Linked DNA regions of Ovis aries: region 1 is linked to region 2. A link is a contact called in public Hi-C data. All regions are on one chromosome and are shown on one strand. Each heading gives the region's core, a stretch centred on a gene start, on an enhancer-like site or on the middle of the called end of the contact. The rest is flanking DNA. Distances are from core to core; before and after follow the strand shown. Region 1 holds the start of DDIAS (DNA damage induced apoptosis suppressor). Region 2 holds the start of ANKRD42 (ankyrin repeat domain 42).

What was found. A called contact is a pair of places that touch in the nucleus more often than the background predicts.
Region 1: a Hi-C map of liver shows a contact between it and region 2, with 6 times the contacts expected there. The contact joins the promoter of DDIAS here to the promoter of ANKRD42 in region 2. A contact is called at or near these places in 3 of 16 Hi-C or Micro-C datasets (blood, liver and tail adipose tissue).

Annotation. Positions count from the first base shown.
Region 1 is chr21:12,307,495-12,314,756 of ARS-UI_Ramb_v3.0, reverse strand. DDIAS (DNA damage induced apoptosis suppressor) reads left to right here and starts at 1,597. Exons shown (of 5, transcript XM_060403938.1): 1 at 1,597-1,671; 2 at 6,280-6,380. The coding sequence starts at 6,379. It overlaps PRCP (prolylcarboxypeptidase), which reads right to left and starts at 1,523. Exons shown (of 10, transcript XM_042238281.2): 1 at 1,091-1,523; 2 at 1-107. The coding sequence starts at 92.
Region 2 is chr21:12,045,669-12,052,833 of ARS-UI_Ramb_v3.0, reverse strand. ANKRD42 (ankyrin repeat domain 42) reads left to right here and starts at 1,364. Exons shown (of 10, transcript XM_027960118.3): 1 at 1,364-2,306; 2 at 6,843-7,009. The coding sequence starts at 2,249.

The DNA of each region.
Region 1 (7,262 bases), core at 348-2,847, 260 kb before region 2:
CTGCTAGGGGCCCTCAGTGACGGCGATACGGGGCTGGCGGCCCCAGGAGTCAGGGAAGCTAGGAGCAGGAGCAGGAGGGAGCAGCGCCCCATGGCTCAGGACCGTGGCTGCAGAGCGGGTAGGAGGGAGACAGGCAGATGCACGCAGCGCCGCCCAGCCCACAGCTCCTGCCCCGAGACAGGCCCCTCCTTCCCGGGGGAAACCCAATGCTACCCCGCCCCTCAGCAAAGCCTCTCAAATTCGAGTTGCCAAAGCCATTCCAAACCCCGTCCCAGTCCCACAGGGCGCCGCCAGGTTTCATTTCCCTCTTTTACCGTCCCCTCTTTATTATATAGAGTTCACCTTTATTCCCTTCCAACTCAAAGCCTACCTTTACCATCCCAGGGCCCCTCCTATCTGACCTCTGAACCCCATTCTTAACTATATCACCCCCACACACACACAAACACTTTCTCCGCACCCTATATCCTCCCCCTTTATCGTCACTGCCAAACCCTGCCCTGTCCACCTCTATTTCATCGCCACATCCTTGTCCTCCGCAAATCCTACATAATAATAGTGTGTGCATGCGTGCAAACGTGCCAGGCCGCTTGGGTCGTGTCCAACTCTTTGCGACCCTATAGACGGTGGCCTGCCAGGCTCCTCTGTCCATGGGATTCTCCAGGCAAGAATACTAGAGGGAGTTGCCATGCCCTCCTCCAGGGGATTCTTCCCAACCCAAGGATCTGACCCAAGTCCCCCACATTGCAGGCGGATTCTTTAGCGTCTGAGCCACCAGGGAAGCCCCAGGAAGGGCTACTGCCAACTTAAAACTGGCACTCGCCACCAGCTCTACAAGGACTAAATCATTCACTAGTCACTCAGCCCTGACAGTCAAAACACCCTGAAAAGAGGAGCTCAGGGTACAGAGCTGCTCCTCCTGACTGGCAGCGGCATCTGCCAATCCGTGTTAATGTGTTCATACCCTGCCTTTTTCACTAAAATCATGTATACTACTAAGCTATCCCCACTAGGTCTGGCTCCTTTGCACCGCCACCTCCATGTCAGCCTAATCACCTCCTAGGGCACTCTGTCGGTTAGTCACCCCTACACATGCGTGAAATCCACACAGTCCACTTCTCAACGGAGGTCGCCCCGGAATCCCACTAGGTCCCGGTCCCTGCTTCCAAGCTACGCCCCCTTCCGTCTTCCGGCACCCAGCTTCGGACCCCGCCTTCCCCTCTCCTTGGGAGCAGTCCCAGCCCCAGCGGGCGGAGTCCCTTTCGGTCCTCGTGACTCCCTCACCACCAACTTCCGCTTCTACTTCCAGTCAGCCAGGTGAACCTCGGTCTGAGGGGCGCTCCCACCCACTACCACCTACGCCTGGCTGGCTCAACGCTGCCTCAAAACCAACTGTACAGACTGTACTACTGCTCAATCAGTTGGGAAAGGACACTTGCCTAAGCCTCTCGGACAAAAATGGTTGTTCCCAAAACCTCACAGGTTGTCGAGCTACATCGCCAACCTGGGCGGTGTCGTCTTCTGATTGGCTCTAAGGCCAGACGGTCATGGCGTCACTTCCGGCGGAAGGAGGCGCGGGAGATTCGATTGGAAGACACTCTCTAGCCGCTTGAGTCTTGGGGTCCGCGTCACTGAGCTTCGCCCGGGCAGGTTCCTGGTCCTCTGCCTCAGGTGAGAAGGTGCGGGAGGAGATTCTCGGGGAGCAAGGGCCGGAGACTCCTAGGAAGACCCTTGAACGTCGTTCTGAGTGAGCATTCGGAGCATTCTATGTTTTTTTTTCAGGAGTCAGTCTCGTCTATAAACGGGCGGTTGTGAGAGAAGAGTGAGGTCAGTTCTTTTCATTTTAGACGGTGCTGTTGCAGTCAGTCAGAGAGCGTTTGTGTGCCACCGACCTGGAAACGAGTAAGTGTCTGGAACCCGAAATACAGGGAGGAAAAAGGTGCTACTGCAATTTTTGAGGTGCTCGGAGGCTCGTACACAGCGGGCGGCTATGCCCAGTAGTACCTGCTGAAAAGGGATCTTTTCCAAACTGCTTTGATGACTCAGAGGGACAAGTGCTCACTGAGCAGAGTGTTCAAACCAGAAACAAGTTTTCTAGGTACCTTCCTTGTCTCTCACATCAAGCCACACCAACCTCTTGAATATCTCAAACCATACGCTTCTCGCCAGTTTTACTTTGGTTCAGCACAACTGCTTCATAACTATGACTGTAGCCTCCCAGCTGATTCTTTCAATTTCCTTACGTTCCAATCCAGTCTCCACGTTGCTAGGCTGATAAAGTACAAATCTGATGAGGACACTCCCCATTAAAAACCTTTCCTTTGGTCACTCCTGTTTGCCCTCAGGTTTAAGTCTAAACTCCTTAAAGTGGTTAACAGGGCCCTTCTTGTCTGGCCTTTGCCTAGTACTCCAGCTCTTTTTTTCACCCCTCCAGCCCTATGCTCCAACCACATGGAATGTCCTTTTGAGTCCCTCAAATGCACCATTCTCCCTCACCTTCAGACCCCATCTGAATCCCATCCCACCTAGTTCTTAATCATTGTTTAGGTCTCAATTTATGAAGCTTTCTATCAGGAGGCCTTTCATCATCCTGCAAAATTGGGTCAGAAAGCACCCAGTAGTTACTTACTCATTCTACAGATAGTTTTTTTAACTGTCTCCCTCTGTGCTAAGAACTTCTAAGTACTAGGATCACAATGGTGAACAAGATGTGAGAATCCTTCGGAACTTAAACTTTTTGTGTGTGGGCTTAAAAAGAATGAAGTGGAATCTATTTGAGTTAGGTTTGTTTGGAAAGGCCTCTGAGGAGTTGACACTTAAATTGAGGCCTAGAAGATGAGAATGATCTAGCCATGCAATAGAAGAAAGGAAGAAAATTCCAGAGTGAACAGGTTATGTAAAGGCCTTAAAGCAGGAAAGAACTTAGCATCTTAATGTTCAAGAAACTAAGAAAAGGCCAGTGTTGCTGAAATGTATTCAGAAAGGACAGCTGCATGAGGTGATTTTTTTCTATCTGTAACCCTGTCCCCTTCCCCATCTCTGGAACTTTACCTGTCGTAAGTGCAATGAACTGTGCTTGATACTCACTAAGAGTTTCCTGAGTAATGTTTTAAAAATATTTTTCATCAGTATTTCTCCAAACAAAAGAGGTTTTGTCTTTTTTGATTTTTTTTTTAATCTCCTACCTCCCTCTCCCTTTTCCAGAATTTTCATTTTAATGTCAGAAGATCATTTCTCAGGGACTTGTTATGACTGCCTTTAGAAAGATTAGACAAATTATGCACCCTTGGAGGGAGACCATTAGACAGCTTTAATAAAGCAACTCAAAGTAACTACCATTTCCATAGCTAAAGAGTCTGTCCTATAATATATGAAATGAGAAATCTGAGAGCAACAGAATGACAAAGATTTTCTTGCAAAGCAAGAGCAGTTTGAGGAGGAATGAAGAAAGGGAGAGGAGTTAGTCACATCTCCTTTTCTGTATGCCGTTAGAAGTGTGGCCCAGTGTTTTAAAGGAGTGATTTCATCCTTTGGTCACAATCTTAGACTAAATGAGTCTCCTGTTGTAGTTTTCTCATGGTATAATGTACTTTTCCTGTATAGAATTTTCTACCTATCTCTTACTAGGCTATAGATCAAGTGACCAGGTAGAGACCTTGTCTATTTTGTTGATCACTTATATTATTCCCATCAGCTGGTATTTATCAGCTGCACAATAAATTGATAAATAAGTATATTGAACTTGGACTTCCCAGGTGATACTAGTAGTAAAGAATCTGCCTGCCGATGCAGGAAACACAAGTCGCAAGTTCAATCCCTGGGTCTGGAAGATCTCTTGAAATAGGAAATGACAACCTGCTATGGTATTCTTGCCTGGAAAATTCCATGGACAGAAGAGCCTGGTGGGCTACATCCATGGGACCACAACGAGTCAGATGCGACTGAGCACATATTGAACTTATTAAATTGGAATATGGTTTGTTGACTGTGGTGGAACTGAAAGCAATATAATGCTGTATTACCATCCTCCCCAATAAAATCAAGAAGAAAGATAAACCGCAGGTAGATACCACATATGGAATGTTCCCAAGTCTGAGATCATGTTTTCCTAACTTTAGTGTTTGCTCATTCCTCATGCTTCATTCAGTTGTCCATCAAACATAAATTCAATACTTGAAATCAGACACTAGAGAGAGAGAGAGACAAAACAAACTAGATGACCAAAATCATAAGGAAATACTATGAAAACAGCAAAGGGAATGACTAATAGTGACTGCCTAAAAGGATCTGATTTCATATTTGTCCACTGCCAATGGATGGAAAGTCTTTTTGCCGTTTGCTGAGTCTACCAAATGAAACGCAAATAATAAAAATATCTTAATGACCTTTTACATTTCAGTTCTCAAATTTACCATTGTTATAGTTTTCTGAGCCTATTTCTCCACTAGAGGGCAATAAACCCTTAAATAATAAGTTTAACCAATTTCTTGCCTTTAAAATATAGCAATTAGTGCTTACACAATTAATTTAGAAATTAATTCCCAAATATTTCTGCATATATATGTTTTGCATTTACTGGTGACTTGATAGACCAGGCCGCCATCTTCATGAAACTTTCAGACTAATGAGGGTAGAACTAACAGAAACAAGGGAGCATATGTACATTTTCATGATGGCATATATCACAAGTGTGGTTAAAGGAATAAAATGGATGATATCATGGAAACCAAGCAGAAGAGAGTATTTATTGAAATGAAAAGGGGCTCTCTTCAGGTTAACATTAAAGATTTAATGACGAGAATGAGAGCCAACTATTTGAAGAACTAAGGGAAAAGCCTTATAGACAAAGAGAAAAGTAAGAACAGAAGCCTGAAAAGAGAAGTTATTTTGTGCATTTAAGGAGCAGAAAGAAGGCTGGCTTGGCTTGAAGTGTAGTGATTAAAGAGGGCAAGTGGGACAAGGTGAGGTCAAAGAGGTGGTGCTAGATGAGCTAAGGCCTTACAGGCATTGTGGGGAATTGAGGCTTCATTTCAAACTACAAGATTTTAAGCAGATAAAAGACCACATTTTCAGGAGGGAGTTTTGCCCTGTTTTATCTCCCCTAGCTCATATATGGGCTTCTGCTGTGGCTCATGGTAAAGAATCTGCCTGCAGTGCAGGAGACACAGGTTCAATTCCTGGGTCAGGAATCCCTGGAGGAGGAAATGGCAACCCACTCCAGTATTCTTGCCTGAAGAATCCCATGGACAGAGGAGCCTGGTGGTCTACAGTCCATGGGGTTGCAAAGAGTCAGGTATGACTGAACAATTAACACTTCACTTTTTAGCACATAGGTAGCTGTACCACCATATTAACACTGTACCCAAACTGGATTTTAGAGATGTTCAGAGAAGATGCATTTACTGATGTACATTCCATCATTTGCCACTTGGCAAGAAGGAACTTGAAGTCAGTAGCACTAATAATAGCAGTGTTCCCTGGCCTGCCTTTATACTGTGTCACCTCTTCTACCTTATCCTTAGAGATTGCCATGTGGCCTCAGGTGACAGCCAAATCTAGGAATACATATCTGCTTTTGGTAGAACCTTATTAGTCATGTATACCTAAGGGTACAAAAGCAAGGACTTCAACAAGAATTAAGCAGGGTGAAATGTCTTTGTTTTTTCTTTTTTTTTTGTTTCCTATGCCCCCTTTAATAACATAAACCAGTGATTTATGTAAATCCATTTATCTATAATCTTTGTAAGTTTCCATCTTACTGCCTTCAGTGGCAAGATTTTTATTTTCACAGAAATATTCTGATTGATAGACAGGATTAATGTCACTTTAAAATATCCATTCCAAAATCACACTTATAAATTTGCGATCATCCTCAGGATGAGCTATATGTAAAAGATTTTTTTATGATTTTAGACTAATGACTTCCACTTTATCAAAATTTACTGATGCCAGTCTCAGAATGTTTCACCCATTTTCAGAAATTGAAAGCTTTTGCCATGTGTTTACAAGTGAAAATTTATTGATATAGCTTTATCTTGAACATCTACAGAGACGTTTATTTCAGAGCATTTACATTATGCTGTATATAAACTAATCAGTTTTAAAATTTTGATAAACCAACATTTGAATTTTTAAAAAAATATAAAAGAGGTGAATTGCTATTTTATTGTTTTACTTCTCTGATGTGTTTTATACAAGGCTCATAAAGCACTTTGAACTCTCTTTTGATTTTTATTTTTCTATTTGTACACTCTAAAATGTCTTTTTTTCCCTCTTCAGGTTGTATAAAAATGTACCCAGCCCAAATACTGAAATCTAATGAAGTGATATTTTCCCGCTAAAAAGAACTGTTTCCCGCCAGTTCAGGTTTAAACATTCATGTAAGTTCATTTACGTTCTTTCCTGTTAATGGTAGGAACAAGTTCTGTATAGCTCTTCTTTCTTAAATTACCAATATTTGCTTGAGCTACTCTGTTTTAAGTCTTACTTTCTTAACTATGTAGAAAAAGAAAATTAGTTTTCCAATATACTGACGCTTACTACAAAAAACATCTATTGACTTTGTAGTGAAGGTTAGGTGATTTTCCTAAGAATTGAGTTATTCACATGCAATTAAAGATTTGCCATTCATCCCACGGCTACTTTGTTTTGCAGACCACAGTGGGAACACATGAATAGAAGAAGAAAATTTCTTCTTGCCTCAGTTCTTGCTCTCCAGAATTCTAGTTTTATATATCCTTCATGTCAAAAGTGCTTTTCTCGGATAATCCTGGTCTCCAAAAGGTAAAAATAAAGCCTGAAAGTTTGAGAAGGAAAATATAAGAATTCAACCAACCACAGAATATACAGTACCATAGTATTCACTGTTGGGGTGGGGGGGGGGGGGGAATCCATTTTTAAATATACCTCTGCAGTTCAAACCTGTGTTGTTCAAGGGTCAGCTGTATAAAGTTAGTTTGGGGGGAACTTCCCTGATGGTCCACTGGTTAAGAATCTGCCTTCCAATGCAGGGGATGCAGGTTTGATCCCTGGTCGGAGAAGTAAGATCCCCATGCAGTGGGGCAACTAAGCCTGTACACTACAACTACTGAGCCTGCGTGCTCTAGAGGCCGCACACCACTTCTACAAAGAAGCCTGCTTGCTGCAGCTAAGAACTAACACAGCCAAATAAATCAAAACTTAAACGAACCCTCAAAATTTTTTTTAAGTTTGGTCCTTCATTTGAGAAGATTATCATATTCATATATGTGTGTGTGTGTATG
Region 2 (7,165 bases), core at 115-2,614:
TCAGTTGGGTCCCACTCTTTGCGACCCCATGGACTGTAGCCCGCTAGGCTCCTCTGTCCATGGGATTTTCCAGGCAAGCACACTGGAGTGGATTGCCATGCCCTCCTCCAGGGGATCTTCCCAACCAAGGGATCAAACCCAGGTCTCCCGCACTGCAGGCGGATTTTTTACCGTCGGAGCCTGTGTACCCTCAAAAATTAACTTTGGCGTTAAACTTCTCTGTAGAAAGGAACAGTTAATACCAACCTGGTAGGTTATATTAAACAACACATCATACGAACTCAACGAATGGAGGTTATTATTATTACAAGAGGCGATGAAAGGTAAAGAAAGGCATTTACTCTATTTCAAGAGAGGAAAGGCAGGGTTAGGGCAATTTCCCAATTGTGTTCACAAAACAAAACCTACGGCAAAGCAGCTAAGGATGGGGCGGCGGGGTGGGGGGGGGGAGGGGCTAAAAAAAATTTTCTGTATTTTCAGATGCTAGCACAACACCTGACCTGTGTTTGCTATAAACACGAATGGAAGAACACACGTCAAGCAACTGGACTGCAGAGAAAGATCTGGGCCAAAATGTTCAAAGAAACCATTTTACAGTGAAACGAAATCTTGGGAGTCAGGAGATCTGGTGCAGTCTTTTGACTAACGACCTCTCTTTTCACATTGGCTTTGCAACTTACCTGCTGGTATGGCCTTAACAAATTACTTATACCTCGAATCTCCTCATCTGTAAAACGGGGATAACACCTACCTTACAAAATTAGTGTGAGAAATAGTACCAAGCGATTATCAATGAGGCTGGCGGTGGGCACACTCAATAATGGGACAGCGCTGCAGCCGTTTAATTTCTCCATTAGGTCTTTTGTCCGTACTTATGACAGGGTAAGAATATATTTTCTCCAACGCTCCAACCGGCACCGAAAAAGGACACTAGGTTTCCAGAGGATGCAAGGCCCCGCCCGGTTCGCGGCACATACTCGGGCCACGGACGCCGACTGCAGTCCAGGAGCCTCTCCACCTGCGTCGCCGAGCCCTGGTGGGCGCAACCGATGCCAGGCCGTTATAGAGACGGGGCCGAGACAGGCTGGACGTGAGGCCGAGCGCCATTTCACCGAAACCCGTTCCACACCACCATGTCTAGAAGGGACGCCTCGAAAAAAATAGAGTACTTAAAAAAAAGAAAGAAAAAAAAAAAAAGGGCAAGGAAGTCGGAAGTGACGCACAGCAGCGAGGAACCGGAAATGACCGCACCACGCCGGAAGTTTACCCGTTTCCAGGGCGCCGGCTCCCCCAGCCCCCAGCTCCAACCAGGTAGCTGGTGGTCGGGACGCTGGAAAGCGACTCGGTGGAGCGGGTGCTCGCCGACGGCGGCCGCCGCCACAGTGAGTCGCGCGGAGTAGCAACCGAAGACGGCGGCCGCCGCACCAGCCAGCGCGTGTGGAGGATAAATGGCCGGCACGGTCGTCGCGGTGATCCGTCCAGGGAAAGAGTGAGCGAGGGCCAAGGCTCTCGTCTTAGCGAAGACAGACAAAGAATCCGCGAGGAGAGCGATCGCCGCTGCCGGGTACCGACGGGAAGAGGAAGTGAAGACGTCGGCTTCTCCCGCGATGACTCGAGAAGGGTCAGCGAAGACCTGGACCACGGCCGCAGCGTCTCTGAAGAGAGAGTCAGGGGAGACTGCGGCCACCGTCCCGGCAACTCTTGGGAGAGACTGAGGGGAGGCCTCAGCAGCGACGCGAGCTTCAGTGAAGTCGGAAGCCACCCGACTAGTGACTCGGGATCCATCAGAGACGACCGTGGCCTCCGCCTCAGCGGGACTTGGGACGAAGTCCGGGAGGTTCGGGGCCCCCGAGCCAGCGACTCGGGCGAGAGGGGCAGTGACGACCGCCGCCGCCGCCGCCGCCGCCTCAGTGGCTCTTGGGAGGGCGCGAGTGTGGATGGCGGCCGCAGCCTCAGCAGTTCCTGGGAGGCGGTGAGTGAAGACCGCGGCTACTTGGCCAGCGACTCCTCCGCGGTGAGCGTCAGCGAAGACGCCAGCCGCCGCCGCTTCTGGGAGAGGGAAAGTGAGGGCGAAGGTTCCCGCTGCCGGGCCTCCTGGGGGAGGACGACGGAGGACGGCGGCCCCGGGCCTAGCGACGACGAGGGAGACAGCCGCTGCTGCAGTGGCTCGTGGGTGACAGCGAGCGAAGACCGCCGCAGCAGCGGGGGCCTGGACTCGACCCCGCCCCGGAGTCCGAGTCGCCGCACCATGCCCGGGGTGTCCGATTCGGGCCCGTCCACCTCCTCCACGGAGTCTGCGACCCCGAGTGAGTCGGACCGCTTCGCTGGCCCTTGTCTCTGCCACACTCCACTTTTCTCACTCCAGCCTCTTCTTGGCATTTCCCTTTCTCACCTGTCACTCATCTCTTTCCCCTTAATTGACCTATTTACAGTGGGTCCCAAAGCTCATCTGGTCATCTGGCCCCCATCTTTCCTCGTTTCAGCTTTCCTTACCTTTTTTTTTTCTGGTTCCCATCTGCGCCCATTCCTGAGACTTCGTTCCTGTTGCTGCTAAGTCGCTTCAGTCGTGTCCGACTCTGTGCGACCCCGTAGACGGCAGCCCACCAGGCTCCCCCGTCCCTGGGATTCTCCAGGCAAGAACACTGGAGTGGGTTGCCATTTCCTTCTCCAATGCATGAAAGTGAAAAGTGAAAGTGAAGTCGCTCAGTTGTGTCTGACCCTCAGCGACCCCATGGACTGCAGCCTAAAAGGCTCCTCCATCCATGGGATTTTCCAGGCAAGAGTACTGGAGTGGGGTGCCATTGCCTTTCCTAGGTGATAGCAATTCTTGTTAACATTTATGGACCCTTTTAAGTTCTTGGCGTCTCTGCGGCATTTGACTCTGTAAATAGTATTTGTTTGTTGTTTGGTCACTAAGTTGTGTCCAGCTCTTTGCTACCCCATGGACTGTAGCCTGCCAGGCTCCTCCGCCCATGGGATTTCCCAGGACTCTGGAGTTGGTAGTCATTTCCTTCTCCAGGGGATCTTCCCGAAGCAGATGATTGAACTGGAGTCTCCTGCCTTGGCCAGGCGGGTTCTTTATCTCTGAGCCACCATAGAAGCCCTGGAGATATTAGACTCACCTAATTTTCTTCTTTCCACTTTCCCAACTCTCCCTGTCTGTCTAGCTAGCTAGCTATCCACCCATCCATCCATCCATCCTGGCTTTTCTTCTATCCTCTCCATAAATGTTGCTTTTTTTTTTTTCCTCTTGGATAGTGCCATCACTGATGCTTTTTGCCTTGTTAAGTACTATGACTTCAACCCTACTGAGGACCTCCGAATCTGTTATTCAGTCATCCAGTAAATATTTATTGTCTACTGTGTGCTTTTTCTTAAGGATATGTGAGCAAAGAAGACAAACGCATTCCTTCCTCCTAGTGGGGAAGATAAATACTGAGCAAGTAATTACTAGCGTAATGAGTTATAAGGAAGAATAGAGGGCCCCTGCCTTCAGTGTAGGGTAAGGTTGGGGATCAGAGAAAGCTGCCTACTACTGAGACACAGCTAACTGTGAGAGCTCAGCTCCAGACCTCTCCTTGGAGCTGCAGACTTACATGTACAGCTCCCCTTGTGGAACTCTTCCTTGGGCACCTCAAGATCAACACATTCAAAATATGATTTTGTACCATTATGTCCTCTCTGTCCTTTAGTGTTGGTTGTTTCAGTGGCACTGTACCGCTTGTGTAACTTAGTCATACACTTTGGAGTTGTCCTGTTATTCTTCCCTTATTTCACACACCAAATCCCTCCAAGTTCATTTCATCCTGTTTGCATAATATATGTTGAATCTGTTTCCTCTTCTGTTCCTACTGCCATTCTCTTAGTTGAGGGTCTCAACCGCTCTGGTGGAGACTCCTGTAGATATCTTCCTATATGGTCTCCATGAGTCTCTTCTCTTGCCCTTTTGCTCCCCAGTCCATTAATTCCCCTCACTGCAGCCAGCGTTACACATCTGATCATTCTTAGTCCTCTACTTAAAATCCTTTAATGACTCCCTGCTGTCTGTTCAGCTCTAACAAGTTCCAGCACAGCCTGCCTCTTATCTAATTCTGGCCTCTTTTCCTTTCAACCTTATGCTTCCACAGTAGGGTGGGTATTTTTATAGTTTCTTGAACTGTCCAGGATGCCTTTTCCTGCATGCATTTCACCTCGCAAAGTCCTGCTAACCCTTGAAGATTCATCGCAGGTGTTACCTTTTCTAGGAACCCTTTTCTGCTCTCCTTCCCTCCTGTCCTAGCTGAGTTAGAAGTCTTCTGCTTCCGTAAGTTCTTAGGAATATTTCTGTCGTTGCTCTTAACTACATTGTTTTGTAATTTGTATTTGTATATCTCTGTGAGTTCCTTGAGGATAGAGACCATGTCTTTTTAATCTTTTTATACTTATGATAGATGCCAGGTTAATGTTGAGTGGGTGGATGAGTGGATGAATGAATAAACTGGAATGGCATGTGGTGAGAAAAAAGGTTGTGAAATTAGATGGAGGCAAGTTATGGGAGGGCTTCCCAAGTGGTGCTAGTGGTAAAGAACCTACCTGCCAATGCAGGAGACATGATGAGATGCGGGATGGATCCCTGAGATGCAGGAAGATCCCCTGCAGGAGGGCATGAAAACCTGCTCCAGTATTCTTGCCTGGATAATCCCATGGACAGAGGAGCCTGGAGGGCTGCAACCATAGAGCCACAAAGTCAGACACAACTGAAGCGACTTAGCATGCAGCAAGTTATGGGAGGGCATAGACTGTCGTACTGAGAGCCTCTAGATGAGCGCTGGATAACCAGAAGCAGTTTGGAGTGTGGAGGCATGCAGTGATCAGGATAGTGTCCTTGCATACGATGGATTAGAGTGTTCCTGTATGAAATGGATTAAAATGGGTAGAATGTCATTTGTAGATCTTGCAGAACTTGTTTAAAGGAGAATAATGGAGATTTTGCTGGTGATCCAGTGGTTAAGGCACTGCACTTTCACTGCAGGGGGCATGAATTTAGTCCCTGATCAGGCTGGTGGGCTGCAGTCCATGGGGCTGCTAAGAGCCAGACAGAACTGAGCGACTTCACTTTCACTTTTCACTTTCATGCATTGGAGAAGGAAATGGCAACCCACTCCAGTGTTCTTGCCCGGAGAATCCCAGGGATGGGGGAGCCTGGTAGGCTGCCGTCTACGGGGTCGCATAGAGTCGGACACGACTGAAGCAACTTAGCAGCAGCAGCAGGGAACTAAGGCCCCACTGCTTATCTGGAGAACCAAACACAAACCTTTATGCCAAAGTTTAAAAGAAATAAATGAAGGAGAATAATGAAGGTCTGACTTAGGGGGATTAACATCATTAAACATCAAGTAGTTTGGTTTTTTGTGGGGTGCTTCCTTATTCCCTTGCCCGGATACATATATCTGAGTTGTTCTTCAGAGACTTGCTCCACTGTTTCCTCCTCTTCCTCCTTTATTTTACCTGTACTCTTACAATGTTACTGTCAGGTTTTTTGTTGTGTCGAATTTATCCCAATAGTTTTAAAAGCATCTGTGGAAAAAAAAAGTCTAAAATCCATGTCTGTTCATTGTATTATCATAGTGCCTGGCATATGGTAGAGGCTCTGAAAGGATTTTTGAGTAAAATGCATAGCATTTTGCTAACAGTGGGTGTAAGAAATGATTTCAGCTGTCAACTGATTTGAACTGTTTACTTCCTTCTCCAACTACTGTCTGTTCATGCTTAGATACTTTCGGTGCTTCTGGTTCACAACGCACGTTAAGATATTTCACGGGACAGTAAGGCTGACAATGCAGTCTTGATGTTTGGAACACGAAATTATAAAATATGACACTTCATGTATGAAGTAAAAGTTGTGACTTACCATCCCTTTCTTAGTGTAGGATATATGAGAAATATGAAAACATTGATAAGATGTATCTGCCTATGTGAGATAAGGTTCTGGTTAAGTCTTTTCCACTGGAGAGTAGGCCTTTGTTACAGAGAATAGTTGGGCAGGTTTCTAAATGGTCACTTCTCTCTTCCCTCTACCAAAGACATGAAGCGATTTTTTTTTTTTTTTTTTTGGTTTTTCACGGTGATAGCCTGGTGGAGTTTTGAAGGTAAAATGTATGAAAATGAGGAGGCCTCGTAAGACTGTGGCCCTGAGGAGTTTCTCACTCTTAGGCTAGTACATACCCGGCCCCCAACAGTTTGTCAAAATTACCACTTGAGTGCTTCTGGAAGTTTATGGTTCCAGTGGCTTCTGCTCCAGGTGAGCTGAACTTGACCACATTTCTCTTGACCTGTCTCTCCAAATTCAGGGTGGCTGTTTGCCCTGAGACCGGAATTCTGATGAGTCTAAGAAAAGTTGATTTTCAGTTTGTTCAGCTTTTTTCCTGTATGAATGTAGGTGATGACTTCTGTGCTCTTTACATATTAGAGCTGAAAATGAAGTCTGATTAAGATGTTATTCATGAGTGTCTTTGTAGTAAATTATTTGGAAAGCCAAAGTGACTTTGTACTTTCGGTTCAATTGTTGCTTTAGTCTTTTTTTATCTTAAATTTATTTTTTAGTTGGAGGATAATTGCTTTACAATGTTGTGCTGGTTTCTGCTGTACAACAATGGGAATGAGTCATACTTCTATTTATGTATATACCGCTACCTCTTAAACCTCCCTCCTGGCTTCAGGTCGGCACAAAATGCCGAGCTGGGTTCCCTGTGTTATAGAGCAGTTTTCCACTAGTTACCTGCTTTACACGTGATAGATTATATATGTCAGTGCCTAGGCTTTTTTTAGTTTTGCAGTATATTTTAAGCAATTTGGTTTTTCAGTAGGTGCCAGGAAGAAAGTGCATTTTGGCAGCATACACGATGCAGTGCGTGCTGGAGATGTAACGCAGCTTTCAGAAATCGTACGCCGTGGCGCCAGCATTAATGAAGTTGATACTCTCCATAAATTTACCCCTTTACATTGGGCAGCACATTCTGGCAGTTTGGAGGTAAGAAACTATAAATTATTAAACTGTGTAAGTTTGGAGCTGTTGGCAGCTTTGTAAATTTAGCAAACAGGACTGAGGCCTTATGCTGGGCACCACAAATGTTTTTCTTTTTTAAAATTTTATTGAAGCATAGTTGATTTACAGTGTTAATTTCTG